Linked DNA regions of Mus musculus: region 2 is linked to region 1. A link is a contact called in public ChIA-PET data. All regions are on one chromosome and are shown on one strand. Each heading gives the region's core, a stretch centred on a gene start, on an enhancer-like site or on the middle of the called end of the contact. The rest is flanking DNA. Distances are from core to core; before and after follow the strand shown.

The links. ChIA-PET counts read pairs in DNA pulled down with a chosen protein or histone mark.
Region 2: an RNA polymerase II ChIA-PET map of effector CD8 T cells shows a contact between it and region 1, with 53 read pairs. The contact joins the promoter of Ephx4 here to the enhancer-like site in region 1. A contact is called at or near these places in 1 of 39 promoter capture datasets (macrophages), 8 of 484 Hi-C or Micro-C datasets (the AtT-20 cell line, CD4 T cells, Th1 cells and 4 more), 3 of 115 datasets of contacts at active chromatin or transcription factors (bone marrow-derived macrophages, effector CD8 T cells and memory CD8 T cells) and 2 of 9 other capture datasets (adipose tissue and liver).

Annotation. Positions count from the first base shown.
Region 1 is chr5:107,356,470-107,363,355 of GRCm38.p6, reverse strand. Brdt (bromodomain, testis-specific) reads right to left here. Exons shown (of 19, transcript NM_054054.2): 8 at 6,476-6,604; 9 at 5,421-5,609; 10 at 4,347-4,519; 11 at 3,883-4,163; 12 at 3,651-3,776; 13 at 3,369-3,584. Among named protein-coding and RNA genes, the nearest start is that of Brdt, 29 kb to the right of the region's middle. Within about 2 kb of position 3,820, at least 306 of the 459 cell types and tissues checked have an H3K27ac peak or open chromatin away from gene starts, as enhancers often do. A contact at or near this core is called in Th1 cells, adipose tissue, bone marrow-derived macrophages and 6 more, where this site is marked.
Region 2 is chr5:107,400,771-107,407,656 of GRCm38.p6, reverse strand. Ephx4 (epoxide hydrolase 4) reads right to left here and starts at 4,144. Exons shown (of 7, transcript NM_001001804.2): 1 at 3,882-4,144; 2 at 1,540-1,625. The coding sequence starts at 4,106. It overlaps Gm17202 (a long non-coding RNA gene), which reads left to right. Exons shown (of 5, transcript XR_389494.4): 3 at 2,044-2,486. It also overlaps the pseudogene n-R5s173.

The DNA of each region.
Region 1 (6,886 bases), core at 2,571-5,070:
CAAACAGTTAGCAATTGATACATGGGAAGAGACATTTCCTTAGTGAGTAACCACCAGCTTTCACCCTCAATGGCACTCACTGGTACACACACACACACACACACACACACACACACACACTCACGTGCACACAGAGGTAGAAAGGGCAGTTGGGAAAAGAACAGGAGTGAAGGGGGACACAGTATTATCAAAATATGTACACGTATGAAAGCGTCATAATAAACCATTGTCAAATAGAATTAATATATGACAATAAAATGTTAACAAATCCAGTATGACAAGTATTGAAAGGTAGATAAATTAAAAAATATGATTAGCTTTTTAATAAGAAAGTATGTATGCCACCAAAGCTTTCAAAAAAGTTGCTTCTATTACCTAGTCTCTCAGGATCATGATATCCAACTACATCCATTCTGAACAAAGCACTATCACTTATAATGTCAACATCTTACTGATCCTTTCAGCTAGTTTTTGTTTTATTGAACAAGGTTTTATCACTAGTGCATGCTGGCCTCAGCTCCCTGAATGCTGGAGTTACAAGTACCTGCCACTATGCCTAGCTTTATTCTTAGTTGGTGTTTTGTTAATATACCAAATTTTCACTTTTTGATGGGTAATTAACCAATTTTCACCACACAATGGAAGCTGGCAACATGTTTGTCATCTGCAGTTTGTTGAAACTGTTATACACACAGTCAAGAACACAGGCGCTTTCATTAGTTTTACAAGAATATTGCAATGATGGGGGCTGACTTATTTTTTTCTCTCTAATTTATAATCCTGCTTACAAATTTTATTGTTATTCTTAGGGAAGTAAAAATGTTCCTAGTTTACACACTAGAAATTAGTAAGTCTTGTGGCATTTTAAAGTACTTAGTATTGAAGTATTTACTTAGTATCAGTTTAGTACTAAAAAGTATTAAAAGATCCTATACTTAATTTGCTTATTGGAAGCATAGATGTATTTTTTCCATTTTAGACTTTGCAATTTATAATACACTTAAACAGTGTTTCCCTCTGTCTATAAAGATATAGATGGTATGTTCAAAAATTAAAATTTCAAGAATAAATGACAAGACAGATGTAGCAACAGATGCCTGTGATTCCAGCACTCAGGAGGCTGTGAGAGAAAGAACAGGACTTTAAGTCTATCCGTGGCTACACAGTGAGACTCCATCTCAAACAACAGTAAAAGACAATTTCAGTGCCCACAGTGAAGACAAACTGATCTCAGTGTAATAAATCACAAACTATTCATAAGATGGTTAACTTGAATAAATAGATAGATAAATAAATAAATGAAGCGAGCTGAGGAATACCTGCAGCTTGATGGTTAAACTGATTTCCTGGTATGTAAGACCTTGGGTTCACTCTCCAGTGCCAGGAAAGGGAATAAAATTTGTTGCTTTTATTTTAACATTATATATTTTTAAAAGCGTCTAAATCAGTCTACATGTGTGGGCCTATGATCTACTGCTTGAGGCCATGAATGCAATGGATATTTTTCCAATACTGTTCTATGCTCAGAAGTCAAATATAAGAAATATTTTATAATAAGAGCTGCACATGACTTTAAAATGTATTAGAATGACAAATCCTAACCACAGCAAAACTTCTGTTGAACTTTACTAAATTGTTCTGCAAGTTCAAGGATGGCTTAGGCTTCAGTGCAAGCTCCAGCCCAGCCCAGCCCAGGACACTCCCTGAGGACACAGCTTGGTGCTGCAGTGCTTGCTCACCTTGTGTGCATGCACAGGTGCCTTAGTCCCACCACCACACAACAGAAGCAAAGCTCTCTGGAAAACATGCCACCAACCATGAATGCTGATCAGCAGATACAAACTCAGCAATGTTTTAGGATTAGAATTCTGAGTTTGAGCTGTTCTGTTAAAGTTAGAAACCAAGTTTCTGTACCATTTTAAGAACATATAGATGATGATAAACATTTTCTTCTCTTCAAGTAATATACTAGAATATCATATCAAGTAATATCTAGAATATCATATCAAGAGTTTTGTGTGGTATAGCACACCTGCTGGGAGGCAGAAGCAGGAGGATTGCTGAGTTCAAATCCACTCTGGCCTACAAAGTGAAGTCTGGCTACACAGTAAGCAAAGACAGGAAGGGAAGGAGAGAGGGAGGGAGGGAGGGAGTGAGGGAGGGAGGGAGGGAGGAAGGAAAGAAGGAATTCTAAATACTAAGGCGCTATACCAAAAAACTCTATGCAGTATTTTTTTCTAACTTTCAAAGCATTTATTGAATATTTAAGTTAAATAATTCAAATTAATAGTCATAGTTTTATCCCACAAATAAAAGACAAGGTGCTGTAACTTATTAGGCCACAAATGCTTTATTAGATAAAATTACAATTAATTACAATTTAAAATACTAAATGCAACTTAGATTTTTCCAGTATTGTTTTATGCTTAAAAGTCAAATATAAGAAATACTTTGTAATAAGAACTCTAAAATGAGTTTTAATGTAATGTATTAAAATAACAAATTCTAACCAAAGTAAAAATTCTTTTAAATTTTACAAAATTGTTCCCCTCTATATACTCAGAAATGTGAAAACCAAATCAGCGACTAGCTCTACAAAAAATAAATGAATCAAAACCAAAGGAAAACAGAATCGCTGCCAGCCAGCAGACCCTGACTGTCAACTGCAATTCTTTACGCTGGAGTTTCTGTGAGGTTCTTTTTAATTAAAAAGAACTGAACCTCACAAGAAACATCCCATTAACAATAAAGCACATTTTAGGGAAGAAAGCGCCCTGGGTTCTGCATTTGCTGCTTGGTTAAAATGGAACACCATTGGTGGGGTGGACAGTGATCACATGGCAGCTGTCCAACTAGTAATAGAAAACATGAGTGGCCTGGCTTAATACAACTGACAAACTGCACAAGAAAATGTGGTACTTCCATCTTTTTCTATAGATGATAGGTAATAATATGTAGTTAAAAAACATAAATTAAAAAAAAAAAAAAACTCTCTACAAATTTTGGGGTGAGTGGCTTCTTAATTCAAAGCGACAGTTCAACTCAGAAAGCAGTGTCCAAACAGGACACACTTCACATCGGAGTGACCCAAAGTACAATGGGAACACACTGAGGCCTCCCAAATAATGTTTTCATTAAGAAGTGAAAGCAGCACCCGCAGTTTTTCAATCTCGTACATTTCCTTAGGAGACCTCCCATCAGGCCCAAGTCACATCCTTTCCTTCTTTTATGGAAAGAGTAAGGATTTTATTAAGGATGTTGGCATCCAAAGCATAGGTCCTCCTCTACACATTCTCCGGACGCTACAGGAAAGGCCACCCCCCCACCCCCACCCCCACCACCGCAGCGGTGCCTACGAGCCAGCTAACCTGGTTCAGAATCGCTGCTGTCGGAGGAGCTCGAGTCGCTGCTGCTGCTCGCGGACCCCGAGGAGCTGCTGCTGCTGCTGCTGCCGCTGCTGCTGCTGCTGCTGCCGCTGCCGCTGCCGCTGCTGCTGCTGCTGTCGGTCAGGCGAGACCCACTGGCCAGCTCCGGGGGAGGCGGCGGGGGCGGGGGCGGGGGCGGGGGCGGGGGCGGCTTCTCCACTGCAAAACAGGGAGCGTTAACAGCGGTCATGGCTCACGGGTGGGCGCGGAGAAACCGCCACCTACCTTTTGCTGGACGTTTCGTTTGCCGTTTCCTACAATTCAGCTGATTGTTGACGTCCAGCAACCGCCTCTCCAGCTCCAGCTTTTTTTCAGAATGGAGCTCCTCCTTAGACCTGACAACCTTCTTTGCTGTGAGAGGAGGAGCAACCGTGAGTGCGGGGAGGGGCCTGGAGGTGGGGCGTGGCCTAGAGGCAAGATGGGGCGGGACCTAGGGATGGGGCTGGGCCTGGCCTACCTTGGGGCTTCAGCGACCTCTTCCTCAGACAGGCCAGGACATACTTCTCCAGTTCTCTAAGTGTGGATGCCTTCAGGGTCTCAAAGTCGATCTCGATCTCGTCCGGGTTGGAGTTTCTCAGGGAAGGCTCCCTTGACTGTATTATGTGAACTATTCGACCAAGCTTGTCTCCAGGCAGTTTGTTTATGTCCAAGCTCAGCTGCCTTTTCTCATCGTAGTTCATAGGCTTCGCATTGTCTTCCTCTTCCGATTTCAAAAGCGGCTTCTTCTTCTTTGGTTGACTGTAACAAAATTATATATTGGTTTCATATTTTTAAAACATTTTTGTTGGTGTGGGAATTTCATACAATGTACCCACATCACACAGGCATTCAGTTCATCTTGATCCAGGCCCTCACATAGGCTAACTGTGTGGTCCTTCACTGAGCCTGCCTCCTGGGCAGTCACTCACTGAACATGCTTACTTGATTTTGGCCTTCTCCTTTTGCTTCATTTGCTTAGGCTTTTTCCTTGGGTTTTCATCTCTGTTATTAACCTTTTTCCTTTTTGGCGCCCTTTTGGACTTCTCATTCTTTTTCTTCAGCTTACGTAATGGAACTTGGGACAGAACTTGCAGCTGCTGATGAACAGCATTAAGCTGGGAAAGGAAAAAATAAAAGCCTTTAAACATTTATGTCTCTAAAGCACTAAAGATACTAGAAAAACATGGTACTCCAAAGTCATGCCACCCTTTGTGAAATTCATGTCATGTTCTACTTCCTTCAGGATTTTGCTTCATTTTGGAATTTCAGTGTTTTGAAGGGTATATAAATAAATAAATAATAAACAAACTGTATAGTATAACATAGTATAGTAATAAAAACACTACAGCCCAACATTTCTCAGTATTAAAGTTTCTTTCAAAAGATATATATATCTTACAGGTGGTTGTAAGTAGCCTGGTACACATGCTAAGAACTGAACTCAGGTGCTCTGGAAGACCAGCCAGTGCCAATAACTGCTGAGCCATCTCTCCAGCCCTAGTCTTCAGATATGACCTCAGTAAAAGTTACTATTTTATCACAGAAAGTAGCAAGTGATCTCATTCTAAAATATTCCACATTATACCAAAAATCACTTCAGTAAGAATCAACTACTCAGACTATAAATGCAAATAGCAGAATTGTAAATAATTCCCAGGCATCATGGTGCACACCAACAATCCCAGCACTTGAAAGGCAGAGGCAGAAGGAGCAGAAGTTTATGACAAGCCGGGTACATGAGACCATTTCAAAGAGGAGGAGGAGGAGGAAGAGGAGGAGGAAGAGGAATAAAATGTGGTGGTAGTGGCTCTAGAACTATAGTATACAGATATTTGAGTAGGAAATTTTGAACATGGCAAATATGCCAAAAACTAACTAAAGCTATAGACATTAGGTGATGCAACTAAAGCTATAGATGGCATTAGGTGATCTAAACATAACAGCTGTGACTCTGCAAGCAGTGCACCACTGACTAGCCGCTTGGGAACCATCAACACTTGCGTCATATACGGCCACCTGCTCCTGAAGCTTGGCAAGATGCTGCACTCGTTCATCCTCAGAGTCTTCAGAAGAGGCGTCCCCCGAGGAGGCCTCGCTGCTGCTTTCTCTGCTGAGGGCTTGTGCACTGTTTGTTGTAAGGTGGCATGCATGCATACTCTCAATAGGTTCATCGGGAATCTTGGCAAAATGTAGTTCAAAAACATCCTATAATGCAAAATTAACCTGTTCACATTTTTTGGTTTATTTTGAGACAGAGTTTCACCATGTCCAGGCTGGCCTGGAGTGCACTATGTAGCCCAGACTGCCTTGGAACTTGAAATCCTCCTGCCCACCTCCAGAGTGCTGGGATTGTAGGCATACACCACCTGGTTTGATTTTCTCCATTTCTGATTTAATGCAACAAGAACACCTTTAAAAGTACACATGGCTGGGAGGTGGTGGCTCACATCTTTAATCCCAGCACTTGGAAGGCAGAGGCAGGCGGATTTCTGAGTTCGAGGCCAGCCTGGTCTACAAAGTGAGTTCCAGGACAGCCAGGGCTATACAGAGAAACCCTGTCTCGAAAAACCAAACCAAACAAACAAACAAACAAACAAACAATTACACATGGAGATACCTGGGCAGCCGTCTTTAAGCCACACCAGAAGAAGTGCAGCATGATGATTCTGTCTGCACTTCTGTGCCTCAGCACACTTCTAGGCTATGTCTCTCAGCATGGTCGACCTTTGTAGTTAAGGTCAGCCATGTCATATACAGTTCTACCTTTCAGTGACTCAAGACTGGGCCCTCTCCTGAAGCAGACCAGGGTTCAGTCAGTCCCACTAGGGACCCGTTACCCTCTTCTCACTGACGATTCATCCATTTCTTATGAGAAGTAGGCAGCTTCTTTTTTAAAAGTGTGCTGCTAACGCTTACAACTAAACGGACAACCCTCCACAGTGTAATAAGTAATTTATACAATTTTTGGCACTATTAAGGACAGAGGTTATCATTTGGCTCTTGAGTTATGGTTCAGAAATAAATATATTATGCTCAAAGGTAATTTACCCAGAGAGTGAGTAAAGCCTCACCTGAAGGGTCCGAGCCATCGCCACAACTTCATGATCGGGAGGATTATACTTGTAACAGTTCATGAACATCAGTCTGACATCTGCAGCAAATTCATATGCATCCTTATATTCTTGATTGTCCATTTTCCCCTGAGTTAAGGAAAAATTAGAAGGATTCACAAACAACTGAAGTCAATTCACATGAAACAATTTAGATGAACTGGGAAATGGAGAAGATAACACAGAGAAAATATTTCAATGTCTGGGTAAGATGATGGCCTAGACATTTGCCTCTGTGCATGCTGTGAGAATAGGAAATCTCTTAAAAAGACTTCATTCCAAACAGAGAAAGAATATTGAAAATTCATAAATGGCCTGATAGGGCAGCTTAGAAATATGGAGAAACAGGTGGGGCAACAAGATGGGAAACAG
Region 2 (6,886 bases), core at 2,895-5,394, 44 kb before region 1:
GTGATAGCATGCATTAACTATTGCCCTGATAGTAAGTACATAGATTGCTGCTTCTCAGCTGTCTCGGGTAACAGTGCTAAATCTACACAGCACATTACTATATGGTGCTTCTGGATTTTAAAAATTACTGTGTTCTTTTTACTTTTCTTTAGTTTTGTGTCTGTGTGGTTGTCTGCAATGTATGTGCAGGCACCTGCAGAGACCAGAGTGATGCTGGATCGCCCGGCTCGAATACCTGAGCAGTGGCTGCTTTACCCAGTGACATCTTCCCAGGCCCCTAAGGGACAGATTTGGAGTACTGGCTGGGGTGATACGAAGGTAATTTGATTCTACTCTCACAGCATCTCTGCAGAAATGTTGTTGAGTGATACATAGGGTCCTTCTTCTATTTGACTATCCTGCATTGTGATAAAACATCTGGACCGTAGCACTTGGGGAGGAAATAGTTTATTTCATCTTACGGTTCCGGGTAGCAGTCTACCACTGACTGGAAGTCAGGGTTTCTGCTTCAGCTCTTTCCCTGACTCAATTTATAACTTGAAATTTCAGAAAATTGAAACTTTAGACTTTTTTAATCTTCAGAGGAAAAAGCATAGTTAGGGATGGTGGTGCACACCTGTAAGCCTAGCACTTGGGAGACTGGAGAGCTTGGGTATGAGTTCAAGGCCAGTATGGTGGTTTGAATAGTATGGCGTATACACTCTTGTGTTTGAAAGTTTGGCCATAGGGAGTGGCACTATTAGGAGATGTGGCCTCACTGGAGGAAGTGTGTCACTCTGACGGTGGGCTTTGGGGCTAAGCTCAGGGTGACACACAGTTTTTTTCTGTGGTCTGCAGCTCCTCCAACACTATGTTTACCTGGACTCTGCCATGCTTCCCACCATGATGCTAATGGATTAAACCTCTGAAACTGTAAGCCAGCCCCAATGAAATGTCCTTTATATAAGAGTTGCTTGGTCATGGTGTCTCTTCACAGCAACAAAACCCAAACTAAGACAGCTAGGCTGGGCTACACAGCAACAGCTGATCTCCAAAAATTAGGGTGGTTGTATATGTATGTATGTTTTTAGATTAGGAGCAAAACTATTGCTGTGACTTCAGGGACATTCAGGAGATTTCACCCTGTGAAATGATCTGCCTGCCGTTTTGAGAAAGGGATTCCATGATAAGTTCTACATTTAGAATGTTTGCCCCTGTAAAACTATGACATTTAACCGTGGTCATAATAGAGTTAGATCTGACCTCATGGGAGTAACCTCTAATTTACCCTCTGTTGCTTTCTTGCCTTTCCACCCTCTATCATAAGATCATTCAACATGGCAGCCCACATCGGATCTTGATCTTGGACCTCCCAGCCTCCAGAACTAAGCAAAAACCAAAATAAAACAAACAAACAAACAATAACAACAATAACAAAAACACCACCACCACCACCAACAACAACAACAACAAACTCTATTCCTTTACAGCAGCATCAAATGAACTGAGCCAGAATCTTAAGTGTTAATGCGAAAGAAACAAGTTAGTTGGTAAATTTACCAGAATTCTGGAAATCCATGAAGCAGCAGCATGAGCGGTTTGCCCCTTTCTCCAGCAGCAACATAGTGAAATCTTAACCCGGAGTCCTGAAAGTGGAAGAGTATGGAGTATGTGATAGCAGGCAACATCAAACTAAGACATTTAGTATTTCCCTGTTACTAAAAACATTCTCGCTTGAATTACTTTAATATCAAGAAATAAATATTAACAACATATTATCAATAGAATAAAGGGACTAATTCACCTTTGTGGGTATTCCCTTTGGAATACCCCTTACTTGCTCTGTTACAAGGTCTGTGTATATATTTTGAGCTTCTGGAGCAATGTTACAATGTAGCTTTCGTCTTTGTGAGGTGTGACGTTTTATCCCCTGCAGGATACATAAATAATTCTGATCTGAATTTCAATGTTGCAAAGTGTATCTCACATATTTTTTTTCCTCAGTTGCCTGTCAAGAGCTGCAGTATCACTTATGTAATTCACACCCCCTTCTCTTATTTTTAGGCATCTCCTTCCCACACTGCGATCTGAGTGTTTCATATACGCTCTCCTTTCCTGCCTGCTCCCTCTGTCACATCTGTGTTTCTAACAGTGGACTATATCAGTGCCCAAGACTTCACGCCACATTTGGGAGATGACTAACCCCAGAAAAGGAAAGGACTGGGAACAAGAGAAGAATGCTGCAGACATCAAGGATATGGGAGCATAGACAAGAAAGGAAGAGAGAAAAGCTAAATCCCTGCAAGTATGAGGGGAAGACAGCACAAGTCAAAGCTGGCCATGGACTCTGTCTCTGGCGTGTCATTGCCCTTGATTCCACCACCTTACTAAGAAAACAAGGCCCAAGGGCTGAGGTTGCAGAGCAGTGGCAGAGCATTTGCCTTTCAAGCATGAGACCCGAGCTTCAGTCCCCAGCACTGCCGTCCCTTCCCCTAAATGAGGTCCAAGTAAGTCACATAAGTCATGAAGGTCATGGGAGTCATGAGCGGGCTAAGGATGTAGCTCAGTGGCAGAGCACTCGCCTGGCATGACCAATGTGTCCCCCGGCGTCACTAAATAAACAAGTTAAGAGGAATGAAGTATACAGGTGACTAGAGTCACCACTATTTCTTCCTTCTGCTTTTGAGGGGAAAAGAGAGTAATTCTGAGGAATCCAGGAAGAGTCATAAGCTGTGTTTCATCCTTAAGTTGGACAGAATTAACAAATGTGACTTGGCTGTTATCTTTTAAAAATTATTTTAGTGGTGGTGAGTCTTGGAAGAATAAAATGCCAGGGCCACCAGATTGGATTTAATAAAGATTTTATCGCACTGGGTATATGCCAGGTTGATAATTATAATGATGAATTATAAATTATACTAAGTTATAGGTCCGTTGGCCTATGTTTTCTTCTCTTTTTCTTTGTGGTTCTCTTCCTCCTCCTCCTCCTCCTCCTCCTCTCCTTCTTCTCGAAACATGAACATACTTAATTCTCACATCAGTTTCAGGCTCCTTTTGCCTTTCTGAATCCCAGTTGCTGGGGAGTTTAGCTGCTGATTAAACGTCAGGCAGGACTCAGTAACACAAATATCTCCTTGTATGTTGCCTTTGAAAGGCTTGTGAGTCAGACTGTAGGTCGTATCACAGAGACTGTATCACTCCACCACCTGGCATCAGGAAATAGACCGTCTGTGGGCTGTGACAGAAGCTTGGACGAGGACGGACAATGAAAATCTGTTGGCACGGTTGACACTTTTATTTAAGCACAGAGAATGGAGCTTTATTAAGAAGTGGGTACCTACTTTGTATTCCATTCTCTCCTATTTTTGACTTTTTGCACCTACTTCCTTCCTCACAAACACAAACCATTTCTTATCCTTTAGTGCTGCCTAGGTCATCTGAGATTAGAAATGACTTTCCAAAGAACTGTCCACTCCCTCCATCTCAAAATCTGGACAGCAGGGCACCGCCAGGAGCATTATCCTGCAACTGATCTGAGCCCTAAAAGGCAAAAAAGGTAACAGGAGATAGCTTCTCCTTGCAGTAGGAGAGGGAGCAGAATTATTCTGAGTTGCTTCAGCAGGAGGAGGATCCAGTTAGAGAAATTTCACGTTCTGAAACACGCACCTCCCCCCCTCCACACACACACATAGGTTAAGGAGAGAGTGGAAAGCCATGATACTGACCCGCGGAACAGCCCCTGGCCAGGTCCCTCCTGCCTCCCCCTGGGGTCCTCCGGGTGCCCGCAGCCATCGGGACGCATCTAGGAACAATCGGCCCGGCGCCCTAGGCACCGCGGCTTCCAGGGCTCCCCACCCGCGTCCCTCTCCCTCCCCTGTCTCCAGGCCCGCGTCGGCCTTCACCTTGATGCGCACGTAGCAGTGAGTCCCTAAGGAGGGGTCGTTCAGGCACGCCGGAGGGTTGGCCCGGGCCGCCCGGCGGAAGGTCTGCGCCGGCGCCCTACCGATGCTCCACAAAAGTTTGAGCAGGTGGACGGAGGCGCACAGCCCGCAGTAGCCGTACACCAGGGACCAGTAGAGCAGGGCGCGCAGCGCGGGCAGCAGGCGGGGCGGGCGCGGCGGGGCCATGGGCGCCTGCGGGAGCCGAGCTGCGGCGTCCCTCCCGCGCCCGCCCGCTCGCCCCGCACACGCCGCGCGCCCGGGCCTCGGGGACCGCGCAGGGCGAGGCCCGGGCTGTCCTCCCGTGCCACGTCGCTAGAGCCGAGCGACATGAAGGCGACGCCGAACGCCATCCCCAGGTCCTGTCGAAGCTCCGGGCTCTGAACAGGTCCCAGCGCCCCGGTCCCAGAAGCCGCAGACCTTTTCCCGGATGTGAGAATCGCGGAGGGCGGGAGGGACTTTTGTACTGAACTGTGGTAATTATTTCTTCAGGTGGGCATCCCTAACACAATCTCTTACAGATATTAACTGTTTCTTAACTGAGTTCAAAGTTACCAAACACCCCAGCCAGAAAAAGCAAAAAGGCACTTTACACCAAGGCACAAGCAATCAATTAGCTTGTCCCTACCCTTAGCAAGGACTCCTCCCTCCTCCCTCTCTTCTTAATGTTCCCCTCCCCCTCCCTCCTCCCGCCCCCATTGGTGTAACTCTACAATAGTTTATCAGCCCTACCCCCACCCCGCCCCGTTAAGAAACATTCATTCTTCTTAGTCTTCCTTTACGTTCCTGTTTCCCTTCTCTTCCCTGACCTCCCTTGTGTGTGTGTGTGTGTGTGTGTGTGTCCGTCCGTCCGTCCGTCCGTCCTTCTAGAGATGCAGTTACAGGTGACTGTGCACCCCTCACCTCCGGAACTGAACTCAGGTCCTCTGAAAAAGCAGCCAGTACTCTTAACTGGTGAGCCATCTCTACTCATTCCTTCCATCTGAATAGCTTAGGGCTGTTATAAGTGTATCTACATAAAATGTTTCTGTGTGAACGTTTTTTTTTTCCTATTTCACCTAGAAATGAGACAGTGGGATAAGGTGGGTAAGTGTACCTTTGGCTTTCTGCGACAGAATCAAACTGGCTTCCAGAATGACTGCTCGGTGCTAGAGGTGTTGCTTAGAGCCTGGGTCCCATTCTTTAAAGCACTGTGTACTGAACTCTTAATTTCATTTGTTCCAGAGGTGCAGAGTGAACCCTTGATTCTCAATAAGAGGCACTATCTTCCGGAAGGAAGGAGCTGCCTGAGGGCAGAGCATGGGGGAGGGCAGCTGGGGAAGTGAATGTTTTAGAACAAAGTTTAATGACACATATGTCTGAATATGCCACAAAGGCTACCGCGTTATTACTGTTAATTACTGTTAAATAATGAATAAAAAGAATAAAGCCTACATTTATTTCCTAATGGCGAATAGTACCAGGCATCTTCTGTGTGATCACATGTCACTCAGCTATACTTTTCTCGACAAAGTGTCTATACAAATCTTCTGCTTGGTGTTGATCCCTGCCCCACCCCCATGGAAGCAGGGGTGGTGGGCCTGCATTCACTAGCTCTGGGCTATATCCACAAATGCTTTTGTTCTTTGGGTTGTTTTTTTTGTGGGGGGGGGTTGCTTTTACAGGCTTTATTTATATATTTGTGTATACTTATACATACATATGTATGTGTATAGCAATACTACTCAGCTATTAAAAATAATAAATTTATGAAATTCTTATGCAAATGGATGGATCTGGAGGATATCATCCTGAGTGAGGTAACCCAATCACGAAAGAATACACATGATATGCACTCACTGATAAGTGCATATTAGCCCAGAAACTTAGACTACCCAAGATATAATTTGCAAAACACAAGAAAATCAAGAAGAAGGAAGACCAAAGTGTAGATACTTCGTTCCTCCTTAGAATGGGGAACAAAATACCCATGGAAGGAGTTACAGAGACAAAGTTTGGAGCTGAGATGGAAGGAAGAACCATCCAGAGACTGTCCCACCTGGGGATCCATCCCATCAACATCCACCAAACCCAGATACTATTGCATATGCCAGCAAGCTTTTGCTGACAGGACCCTGATATAGCTGTTCTTTGTTTTTAAAGCAATACTTTCCCACAGCTGAGTTTGAGAGTTCCTCATAGTTTATAACTCATAACTACAAACCTCTCTTATGCATAATGTGATTTTCCTTTCCCCTTAGTTTGTCTCTTCTTCTTCTCCTCCTACTTCTCCTTCTTTTTCTTCTTCCTTTCTTTTTTTTTAAACCTACAGCACCTGATACTCCCAGGTGGTCTCCCATCCAAGTACCGACCAGGCCCGATCCTGCTTAGCTTCCAAAATCAGATGAGATCAGGCACATTCAGGGTGGTATGACTGTAAACAGTTTGTATTTGTCTTTTCATGAAAAAAAAAAAAGCAAAAAAGCTTTAATCTTGGTGAGGCCAAATTTGTTGATTTTTCTCCATCCTTTTAATGTCAAGTCTAAAAATTCTTGGTGCAAATGAAGAGACTAAAGAGTTTTAAGTTTTCTATCGTGTTTGTGATGTTTTTTGTACAAGACGTGAGGTTCTTGACATACCGGTATTTGGGACTCTTCCGTGGCACAGGTTGAGATACCCTGCCTGACTCTAATGAGTCCATGTCTATTGGATTGCATTGTTGCTGTGGCTCCCTGGTTCCACTCTGGGGGTCTCCACCCCCATGCCGTCCCATTGGTCTATAGTACTAGGGTTGTGTCTTGCCTTTTTCTCTTTTCCTCTCTTTTTATGATCCATGTGTGTATGCATTTTTATGTTCTTGTACATATCTCCTAGTCTGCAGTGGTTTCTTTAGCGCATATGCTTAGCAGGAACTGCTACAAACCTACAGACAAGAGTTTAACAGGCAACTACTTGATTTTACGAAAGAGGATATTTTACAAAATGGTTAT